Regions from separate parts of the Mus musculus genome. Here region 1 is linked to region 2. A link is a contact called in public Hi-C data. All regions are on one chromosome and are shown on one strand. The core of a region is the stretch at or near the end of the contact, and the rest is flanking DNA. Distances in the headings are between cores, read along the strand shown.

Evidence for each region. A called contact is a pair of places that touch in the nucleus more often than the background predicts.
Region 1: a Hi-C map of the G1E-ER4 cell line shows a contact between it and region 2, with 2.3 times the contacts expected there. The contact joins two enhancer-like sites. A contact is called at or near these places in 3 of 484 Hi-C or Micro-C datasets (the G1E-ER4 cell line, bone marrow-derived macrophages and embryonic stem cells) and 3 of 9 other capture datasets (adipose tissue, embryonic stem cells and pancreatic islet).

Annotation. Positions count from the first base shown.
Region 1 is chr6:5,234,797-5,239,987 of GRCm38.p6, reverse strand. Pon3 (paraoxonase 3) reads left to right here. Exons shown (of 9, transcript NM_173006.2): 5 at 2,990-3,116. Among named protein-coding and RNA genes, the nearest start is that of Pon3, 19 kb to the left of the region's middle. Within about 2 kb of position 3,102, at least 10 of the 459 cell types and tissues checked have an H3K27ac peak or open chromatin away from gene starts, as enhancers often do. A contact at or near this core is called in the G1E-ER4 cell line, where this site is marked.
Region 2 is chr6:5,106,778-5,112,381 of GRCm38.p6, reverse strand. It overlaps Ppp1r9a (protein phosphatase 1, regulatory subunit 9A), which reads right to left. Exons shown (of 16, transcript NM_001363809.1): 8 at 1,329-1,382. Among named protein-coding and RNA genes, the nearest start is that of Gm46949, 44 kb to the left of the region's middle. Within about 2 kb of position 1,796, at least 212 of the 459 cell types and tissues checked have an H3K27ac peak or open chromatin away from gene starts, as enhancers often do. A contact at or near this core is called in the G1E-ER4 cell line, where this site is marked.

The DNA.
Region 1 (5,191 bases), core at 1,853-4,352, 130 kb before region 2:
ATGACTCCAGCTTGAAGCAAGTTGACATTAAACTATCTAGCATGCCCCTTAACATCCAAAAGACAAATGAACCTGTTTAAATGTGGACAGGTATCTGAATAGATATTTCTCTTATGAAAGTATACAAATGCCAATTAAGGTGTTAAGAGACATTTGACAATTTCAGCAACCTGTGAAAATGCAGATGAAGTAAAAATCAGTCACTTCTTCATATATTCAAGGATGAGAATAATAGAAGGGACATGAGGCTAGGTACAGGGCAATGGGTCACCGTACCTACCCATTATTCTTGAAACTCCGATATTGAGAGTGGAGACCAGTGGATCCTCAGAGTTCACCAACCATCCAGTTAAGACCCTACCCCCCCCCCAAAATAATCAGTGAGTTTCCAGGTCAGTGAGAGACCTTGTCTCAAGGCAGTAAGGCAGAAAGTAATAGAGGAAGACATACTCACTGATGTGCATGTAGCACATATAAATACATTACTATTACTACTACTACCACTACCACCACCACTACAACTATTACTACAACTACTGCTCTCTCTCTCTCTCTCACACACACACACACACGCACACACACACACAGAGTGAGAGAGAGAGAGAAAACAAGTAACAACAAATATAAGCAAAGATGTGGAGAAATTGGGCTCCTTCACTGGCAATATTGTGAGAGGTGCATCCACTTTAGGAAACAGTCTGTCAGTTCAAAATATTGTGTTACCATGTGATACAGTAGCTTTGCTCTCTGGTGTGTGATCAGCAGGACTGGCAACACTTCTACACAAATACTCCCACATGAATGGTCCTATCAGCCTTTTTCCTAGTACTCACATGCCCATTAACTGATGAGCATGGAACATAGTTTATACAATAGACTACAATACAATACAATACAGTATCATTTGGCAATAGAAAGAATGAGCTGGGATAGTGTGCTATGACCCTGGGCAGATGCTGGGAAGAAGGGGAAGTAGAAAGGAACATCTAAACAGTGGGGCATTTACATGGGGCCTGATGTAAGCATTCCGGAGCTAAGTAGTGGTTATTACTACACAACTCTAAGAATATACTAAAACGCACTAACGTTTACATTTTGCAAGACTGGATTTAATGGCATGTGACTCACATCTCAAGAAACTACCTCAGAAACAAATCTTATATTATTCACTTTGAAAATAGCAATCTTTAGTACATTTTGCTTGTTTATATCCCATAATTCCAAACTAATTTAAATATAATTTATTTGTGAATCCATTGAACACACAGATGCCATTGTATAAATGAAGGGGGTATCTCTCTGCCCCAGTATTTGTTTCTACTTACTAGTTTTTACTATTGTTTTCTTATCTAAATATATTCACCATAAAAAATGTATGCAACACATTCATTATGGAATCTGAGAGTCCAGAACAATGACTGAGACAGAATAGGAACTGAGCAAACAGGTATCTGGTGCGCGAGGGACTATGGATGTGATGGCATCAGACAAGTTACAGTAATACTCCATTTAATAAGATGGAGAAGCTGGAGTTGCCAGGAATGTGATACAGGGTTGACTTCTCTGAGTAACTCTGGCTGCTTCAGAGTTAGAAGGTAGGTGCTTTCATTTATCGCGTGTCTCTTACTCGGTAAAACTCGGGAAGCTCATTATACTTAGTCCCTTACAGCCACAACTTGTTTGCCTGACACTGCCCTGGCTAACGCATTCCAGTGAGAGCCGAGTAGTCAGATTAACGGAGACTATTTCACTGTATAGGATGTTAGAGTTAGGGATATCAGGAGCTGAATGTTCTAAGATAGGATCAGCTTATGGATTATCTGTCAGCCATACACTGAAGCTTCCAGACATTCAATGTTCTGTGATTGACAACCTATTTTATTTATTCCTAAATTAAGGGATTAATTCACAGACCAAAATGTCCCACAGAGAACTGTCAGGCTGTAGAACAAAGTTTATCTTCATTAAGCACCTCTTCCACCTAATTTGCCTGGAACAGCTAAATGTGGTCAAGGGCCCTGAATGTAAATTTCATATGTCAGGCCTCAGACCTGCTCCATTACATGTTCAGTAATTACATGGAGGAAGTGAACAGGAACAAGAGATACAGAACAAATTTCACAGTGAGAGGACAGGACCAGACCAGTCCCTCAAAACCTCAGACACACAGCTTCTAATAAGTCTATGAAGGCCACTACCCTCAATCCTCTTCAGGGCACTCTACATTCCAGAGTGAAAGCAGGTATCTGGGAGCATTCTTGAGGTTGGTGATGCCTAGGATTAGCTGGCTTGTTTCCATTGGCGTGTTTACTTTACAAGTCCACTGAGTTCAGTAAATATAGTTACTCTACTCAGGTATTTCACTTGTGTTAGAAGTTCGTTGTCCATCTGGGAAAGGGCTTATTTGAAAGCATTCGCATGCCCTGAGGTTTCTTGAACTTCTGTCGAAATGTAGACCTTTGTGACACACCCCAAAATTTCTCAGCAGACATGATTTGTTTGCTGACAAACCATCCAGGAGAGTGACATACATGTTTGCCTACCACTGAAGTTCCATCTCTTCTCTTTAGAGAGGGCGTGCTAGTGAGGCTGTGGAGACCATTGCACAAACACCCATGCTTTGCACCATTGCTTGGTAAACTTGCTATGTTGATAAAATTGCTGGGATATCCCCTACTGGAGTTTCAATTTCTCCAAAAATAGAAGCATCTAGCATTGGTGTTAATGACCTGACAGGCAGGCAGTACCATAAAAGCAGCCGTTGCACAGTAGTACCTGCCTATAAAATGCCAGCAACTCACAACTGGAACCTTGAAGCTCAAGATAAGCTTGGGAACATAGCAAGACCCCATCTCAAGGCAAAACTAAAGACCTGGGAGATGATTGGGTTTTTAAAGATGCCTAATAACGGTTTCAAGAAGCTCGCTTAAACTTCCTGGAAATTGTATCTTTCTTTGAAATGATCTCTCCCCTCCCCTCTCCCATTCAGACAACACTGCTTATCTTTATGTCGTGAATCACCCCAACATGGACTCCACTGTGGAGATATTTAAGTTTGAAGAACAACAACGCTCTCTCATCCACCTGAAAACTCTAAAACATGAACTTCTCAAGAGGTATGGAGTTAAAACCACGCGTCTTCGGTCTATTTCTTCGGGCCCTCCACTGTGCACCTTGCTTTCTTCCCTTCAGCAGGCGTTCTCCAGCTTTTGTTTCGCAAGCGGAAGATTTTTCTCTTTCTCTAAAGCTTTCTAAAGCTCCCTGTGGTGGGACTGCCCAGCGCCTCAGTAGACATTGCTGTGTTCAGGATTGAATGTCTCTATATTTTCCAACTTTCTGAAAGCTCTTTAATCCTATAAAGGTGCTCAATTAGATTCCCAGCTCCAATTCCAACCTCTTTGCCACAGCAACTCAATCCTGTGCTCTCCTTAAACACCTACTCCCCCTGCCAATCATCGTGGTAGATTGTGTTTTCTGAGTCTTACCCACTGGGTATTATAACCAACCGCCAGATGGGTTATTTCTTTATGTCCAACTCTTTAAAGAAGAAGCTGATAAAAAATTAATAAAAATAAATAAAAACAACTGGTGGGAACTTATAAAGATTACCTTAAGTGTGCTGACTCTGTGCCAAGTCAAAATAGTTTAACTTATTTTCACATAGCATTTAGTAACAAGCATAAGTAAACTGAGTCTCATAGAAGTTGTGGGCCACTTGGCCCTGTGAAGGTTCTATGCCCCAGTATAGGAGAATGCCAGGATCAGGAAGTGGGAGTGGGTGGGTTGGGAGCAGGGGGAAGGAAAAGGGGATAGTGGGTTTTTAGAAGGGAAACTAGGAAAGGGGATAACATTTGAAATATAAATAAAGAAAATACCTAATAAAAAAAGAGAAACCATAACATTACTCTTTGATGATATAAATATTGGTAGAGTGCAATATTTAAGTTGATTTAGTACTTGACACCCAAGGAAAAGAAAATTCTGCAAACATTGCATTCCGTGTCTTTAATATGGACAAGTTAAATTTTGCAAAGGATGATCTTTTTTTCCAAGATCAACTCATTTTTTCTGACTTTCTATAATAAAATGTAGTATATCTTATACTTTTCTTGGAATTACTATAAATACATTGGGCATTGCGAAGGGGCAAAATAAAAACGGAAAATGTATAAGTGAAGAAGAAGAAGAAGAAGAAGAAGAAGAAAAAAAGTTGTGGGCCAGGTAGGTGGCCCGAGTCAGCTTGTGACTAAATCACCACGTAATCCCAGGTCCATCAAAAGTGAGCTCTTAATTTGCAATGATCAGCATCATTCTTATTGAATTTAGACGATTATTATTCCTTAATCAATGTCAGGGTTTAAGCAGTAAGAGATATTTTCCCCTCTTATGAACTAAAAGCATCACTAGGTTCTTGAGGCCACAGTGGATCTGAACTTCACAGGATTGCTAGGGAATGGAAAGTAAAGAAAAGGGATTGTTATGAGTTGAATGATGTCCTAAAAACTGCAAAATAGCCGGGCGGTGGTGGCACATGCCTTTAATCCCAGCACTTGGGAGGCAGAGGCAAGCGAACTTCTGAGTTCGAGGCCAGCCTGGTCTACAAAGTGAGTTCCAGGACAGCCACGGCTACAGAGAAATCCTGTCGAAAAAAAAACAAAAACACAAAACAAAACAAAACAAAAAAAAAAACAAAAAAAAAAAAACAAAAAGAACAAAACAAAACAAAAAACCTGCAAAATATTTCCCAAGTCATCCAAACTCCACTTTTTAAAAATTTTGTATTAAAACCTGTGTTTGAATTTCTTCCACACATACCTCAGAATGTGATCTTGCTTATAAATACCCAGTTAAAGATGAAGCCTTAGTGGATTAAGATATATCCTTAATCAGTAAGAAGGCAGACAAGTGCAGAGATTGCCACACAATGATGAATACTCTCCCAAACCTGGAGCGAGAGATCTACAGGTCAGGGAGCGGGACCTGATGGTGGAAAAGCCACGAACAGATCTTTCCACCAAGACTTTAGTGGGATCATGGCTCTGCTAACTCCCTGCTTCAATATGCTTACTCTGTTGAACCATTTAGAATAACTTTTGTTTTTTAATCCCTACAGTTGATGGCAGTTTATTATAACAGACCCAGGGAACATACATGAGGAAGTTGTAGAGGTGCCCTGTCAAGTTACCCATTA
Region 2 (5,604 bases), core at 547-3,046:
AGATTAGTCCCAAACACTGAAGTGAAGAAATCTATATAACATTGATAATAATCACATGTTTTCAAGTGTTATCATATACCAACCTAAAAGGAAAATATAAAATAGTAATTTGTAGACTTTTCTAAATTAATTCTTCATAAATAAATGCCTAAGCCTGTCTATGGGAGCATTTATAAACACAGGGGCTCTTTTCCCTATTTGTAACCAACAGTTTATAAGATCTGCTTTTTAAAGTCAAAAAACAGTTTTCAGATAAAAAGGGCTTGGTTTTTTACAGCATCTTTAATGAATGCTTTATAGCAGTTGTTTAGGTACCAGCCCTGCTAGCTTTAAACTTAAAATTCACGGTGCGCCGCGGACACCATGAATGATGCTGAAATAAGCTTTGACTAGAGAGCTCCAGAGCGTATTAGTCAGGAATGCCACTTAACCAAAGTAGCCAGCTAACTCATCTCCACTTAACCAGCTAACTCATCTCCATTTAACCAGCTAACTCATCTCCATTTAACCAGCTAACTCATCTCCATTTAAAACACATGGAAAACCCAAAGCATGTATTCACTGTGAATCAGAAAACAGATCACTCGACGTAGGCAATAATTATTTTGTAATTTTAAAAAGACTATGGAAACAATACAGCATCGTTTGAAAGCAACTGAAGATATTTTTAAGTCTCTGAAAACATACATTTGATAGAAATGAACAACAATAGCTAGAACTGTATCTTGTACAAGAATTTTACAGTTTCCTTTGATGTCTCACTATTTCATAGAGATTAAAAATATTTTCTTTTATTAATATTTTTCTCTTCAACAAATTTAAATAATGTGAAGTGAGTATATCTCAAGATTTCCAGTAGCAGCTGAATCTAAATTAATTACACAATGCATAGAATGAGCTTATAACTTTACTTCTTAGACATGGGAAGTTTTTCCTAAAAAGAAATTAATGTTCCACATTAAAACAATACATTGCTTCCAGTAAATTAGCTGAAATTATTATAAGGTAAATGACAGAAAGGAGATTTGCTATACCAGCTTATATTTTAGAAATTAATACACAGATGCTTGAGCCATTAAAAATATTATTTTTAATGAAATTTCAGAGAGACTAAACAGTTTAAATCTACTTAAAACACCAAGTGCCCTGTGGCCTTCTCTGGTTATGTGCGGTTATGCTCAGTCTCAAGACAGGTCCATCGATGTACTTAATGTTGGAAATGACCATCTCATGGAAATATGCTCTCAAGTGCACGGGAGCAAATCCATTACTCCCAGAGTATCTGAAGTTTAAAGAGTACAATTCAAACACCACGGAGCGGTGCTTACCTTGGTCTTCAATTTTTGAATCTCTGCTTCTGTAACTGCATGTTTGATTTGCAACTGAAAATTGAAAAGAAAAACATCTCAACTAAGAGTGTTTCTATATTTTTAAAGACTCAGCAGCGAGAAGAATATCTTATGACACAATTAAAAAAATGCTCAGGACCCTGCTGCATTGCAGCAGGTTGTAATTACAAATGTCTAGCATGTAAAATGACTCAGTGGGTGCAAACTAATTAAACATAGGGTTTATGACTCACGGTCCCTAATATCCGATTAAGTTACCAGTTTAATTGCTAAGGGGCCAAAGAAAAGAAAACTCATTTCTTGGCCTCTGCTGCTCTGCCTTTACGATCTGAGCGTCCAGGAGCTGTTTCCTTCCTGAGGCTCGCCCACAGAATGGCTTGAGCCAGCCAGTCAACAGGCCTCGCACAGTGTGAAGAGTCATTCCCACATCGTGCAGAAAGGTGGCGCTGTGGCTCTGTGAGTCGCTCTCACATTCCGCAGAGCAGCTCTGCAGCAGAGGAAGGAGTGGGACGCAGTGGCACAGAAATCTCCGGTTTGTTTTCCGTTTGTGTTCCTTTTTAACCGCAGGAAAGGTACAGATTCAAAATTCTGCCTTCCAAAAGATCTACCTGTATAAAGACTCCAAGCCCCAAAGCATTTTCTTTACAACACAATAGTGGTCTTTGCCATTTGTTTGCTTTACTCCCCCGCCCCCACTCCCTCCCCGACCACGACTGTTTTCCTTCTAGGGGTCATTCATTTCTTTAAGGGCTAAACACCCTTGAATTTAGGGAAAACAGTTTACAGGTTCACAATTTGTTCTCTGGATGTTTTTGATGGGAAGGATGTTTTTGAAATTCCCAATTCTCCCGGTTTTATAGGTCCAAACAGCCCAGTGGAGGGTCTGGGGAGGGAGACACTTTGCAGCCAAGCCCATGAACATTTTCTGCTCTGCAGCTGAGCACAGCCACTAAGTGATGCAGGTGGCACTGTTTCTTTTGGTTATGCTGAATCCTAAATTGGTTTGCCACAAAGTTACTGAAGACCACATCCCACCATCTCACCCCCCCCCCTTTTTTTTTTGTCCAAAGTACTTCGGAGTTAGGACTGTACCGAATCTGGGTTTCTTGGTTTTATGCCACAATCTTAGTGGTCCGTCTCACTCAGATGCCATTAGCAGATACCCAAAGTGTGAGTGTGCCAGGCAAGGAAACTACACCAAGCTTTCTCAGTGAAAAATACTGGCAGAGGTCTTTTGTGCTCACCAGAAATCCTGATCCCTTAGTGAGTACAGCGATGTGGGGAAACTGAGGCTCAGAGCAAATGATCAACCTAACTGTACAAAAAAAACCAACACTAGAACTGGATTAGATCTTGGATATCTAGGTTCTGATCTTGTGCCATTTCTCTAAAAAATTAAAGATGAACTTTATAAGCATCTACTGAGGGGCTCTAGGCAAGATGCTGTAAAGATAACACCCCCCCACACACCTCTCTCAAATAAACAGCCATGATAACCTGCCACTCAAGAATAAAGCCACAAAAGAATATTCTTTAATATACAACATGGAAATGTATATACAACCACAAGGAATTATTTTCCAGAGGTATTATATTCTTAGAGAATAAAGCAAATTCATATGCCTGGATGATTTTTTTCCCATCCATTACTAACAAAAATATCTACTCTGTTGTTTAAACTAATCTGAGTGTGGGCTCTGTTTATAGCTTTCAGTAAGAACGCGCGCGCGCACACACACACACACACACACACACACACACACACGCACACGCACACGCACACGACTAACTGTAACTGAATCAAAATGTCTACGTGTGACTACCAGAAAGGGGCAGGCAGAAGCCTCGTCAGCATCACCTGCAGCACTCCACTTAGCCTGTGCAGGCGTGGAAAATATTTTGGAAGTGAAAAATATTATCTTTGCAGGGGAGTTTTAAGAGTGCTCTAGAACCAGACATTTTCTATCAGATAAGAGCAACATTATCGGCTCTCGTGGCACCAGGGCAGCCTGCCTGGAATTCACACACAACTCTGAGAAACGGTTTCTGCACTGTGTAGACTTTTTTCTATCGTTTATGCACTGGACTGAGGCCTGTTTTGTCTGCAGGGAGCTAATGGAGCTGGAGGTGTTTTTGAAGATATATGATGTTATTAAAATGTAGCAGTGGCAAATCTTTGCCATCTTTTTCTAAGCTTAATAGATGGTGCTTTGGTTTTGGTTGTTTTTTTTTTTTTTTCCAACAAAAGTGGGTTTTATTTCAGGGAACTACATATGCAAAACAAGCTGCAATTAGCTGGTGGAGTCGTAACTCAACCTGGTCAGAAGGTCCCCACCAGGGTGGTGAACTGAGCGCAGGGCAAACCTCTAACAAGGCTGCTTGGATTCTCAGAATGTGGTTATTAATGAGCAACGTGTTGGTTACATCTCTCAGACTGTGATTACAGCTCCTTTAAAAATAAGCATCTGCTTACTGCTAAAGAGGTAACAACTCACAGCTCCCCTTGTCAGTGAACCTTCCACATAGATGGCTTTATTTAGTCTCGAGTTTATTTTTCACAGACTTAAATCACACAGTTTTTAGACTTTGGCTTCCCCTAACAACAAAAGCAGATTTGTTTTCGCTGGTACTAGCAGTTCTGGCTACCAAAGCTGTGGTGGGGATACCTCAGCCCTGTAAAGAGAGGATCCACTCTGACTCAGCCTCTCTCTTCTCTACTTCCCACCCAGGAAGTCAGTCAGAACAACTTTCAATCCGAAGGGCAGAAACTAAAAAACAAAACGAACAAACAAACAAACAAAAAACCCAACAAACAAAAAGCCAAGCCAAGCCAAACTGTTCACAGGGACAGGAGCTCAAGCTATTTAGTGGCTAGGAAGATGTCTGCGTGGGTCAGAGGATTTGTTGCTAGCCTGTAAGGACCTGAGCCTGGATCTCCAGCACCCACATTAAAAACACTGAGCATAATTAGTCACCAAGCACAGACACTATTGCAATACGCCAGCAAGATTTTGCTGAAAGGACCCGATATAGCTGTCTCTTGTGAGGCTAGGCCGGGGCCTGGCAAACACAGAAGTGGATGCTCACAGTCAGCTATTGGATGGATCACAGGGCTCCCAATGGAGGAGCTAGAGAAAGTATCCAAGGAGCTAAAGGGATCTGCAACCCTATAGGCGGAACAACATTATGAACTAACCAGTACCCCGGAGCTCTTGACTCTAGCTGCATATGTATCAAAAGATGGCCTAGTCGGCCATCACTGCAAAGAGAGGCCCATTGGTCCTGCAAACTTTATATGCCTCAGTACAGGGGAACGCCAGGGCCAAGAAGTGGGAGTGGGTGGGTAGGGGAGCAGGGTGGGGGGGGAGGGTATGGGGGACTTTTGGGATAGCATTTGAAATGTAAATGAAGAAAATACCTAATAAAAATTGGAAAAAATAGAAAAGACCCCCCCTCCCCCCGCAAAAAAAAAAAAAACAAAACAAAACAAAACACCGGGCCATGCTCAGTGGCGGGCTCCCTGTGGCCCCAGGGCTCTGGCAGAGGAGGACATGAGACAGGATCCTTGTGATGTGCTGTTGACTCAGCTTCAGGGTTAGTGAGAGACCCCGTCTCAAGGGAATGGCTGGGGTGGGGGTGGGTAACAGACAGAGCAGAACACTGGATGTCCTCTGGCTTGTAAGCATGTGCATCTGTGCATACATGTGTGTATACAGCACACATACACTCACACACAAGCATGTGCATCTGCGCATACATGTGTGTATACAGCACACATACACTCACACACAAGCATGTGCATCTGCGCATACATGTGTGTATACAGCACACATACACTCACACACAAGCATGTGCATCTGCGCATACATGTGTGTATACAGCACATATACACTCACACACAAGCAAAAGAAAATCAAAACAAACACAGCTCAATGAAAAAAGGAGAGAGAAGTCTATCTCAATGTAAAGTGCCAAGTGAGATAAAGTGCCTGGAAAGGAGCGGTAGGGATTGACCAGGCAGTGAGCTCCAGGCTTCATTTGATGGTAGGACACATTCTGGCACCGCCCTTAGTGGGTGGAGAACCTTTCCAGCCAGTGCAAAAGGTGGACAGCTTCTACTTTCCTGCCACACTGAGACCTCAGGGCAGCGCCTCTCCCTTCCCTGGCATCTCACATTTGCTCAGAGGCAGCTGTCAGAGCCAGAAAGGAAGTCAGGAGGGTGCTGATCTGCTTCACACATGGAGCTGTAGATCTC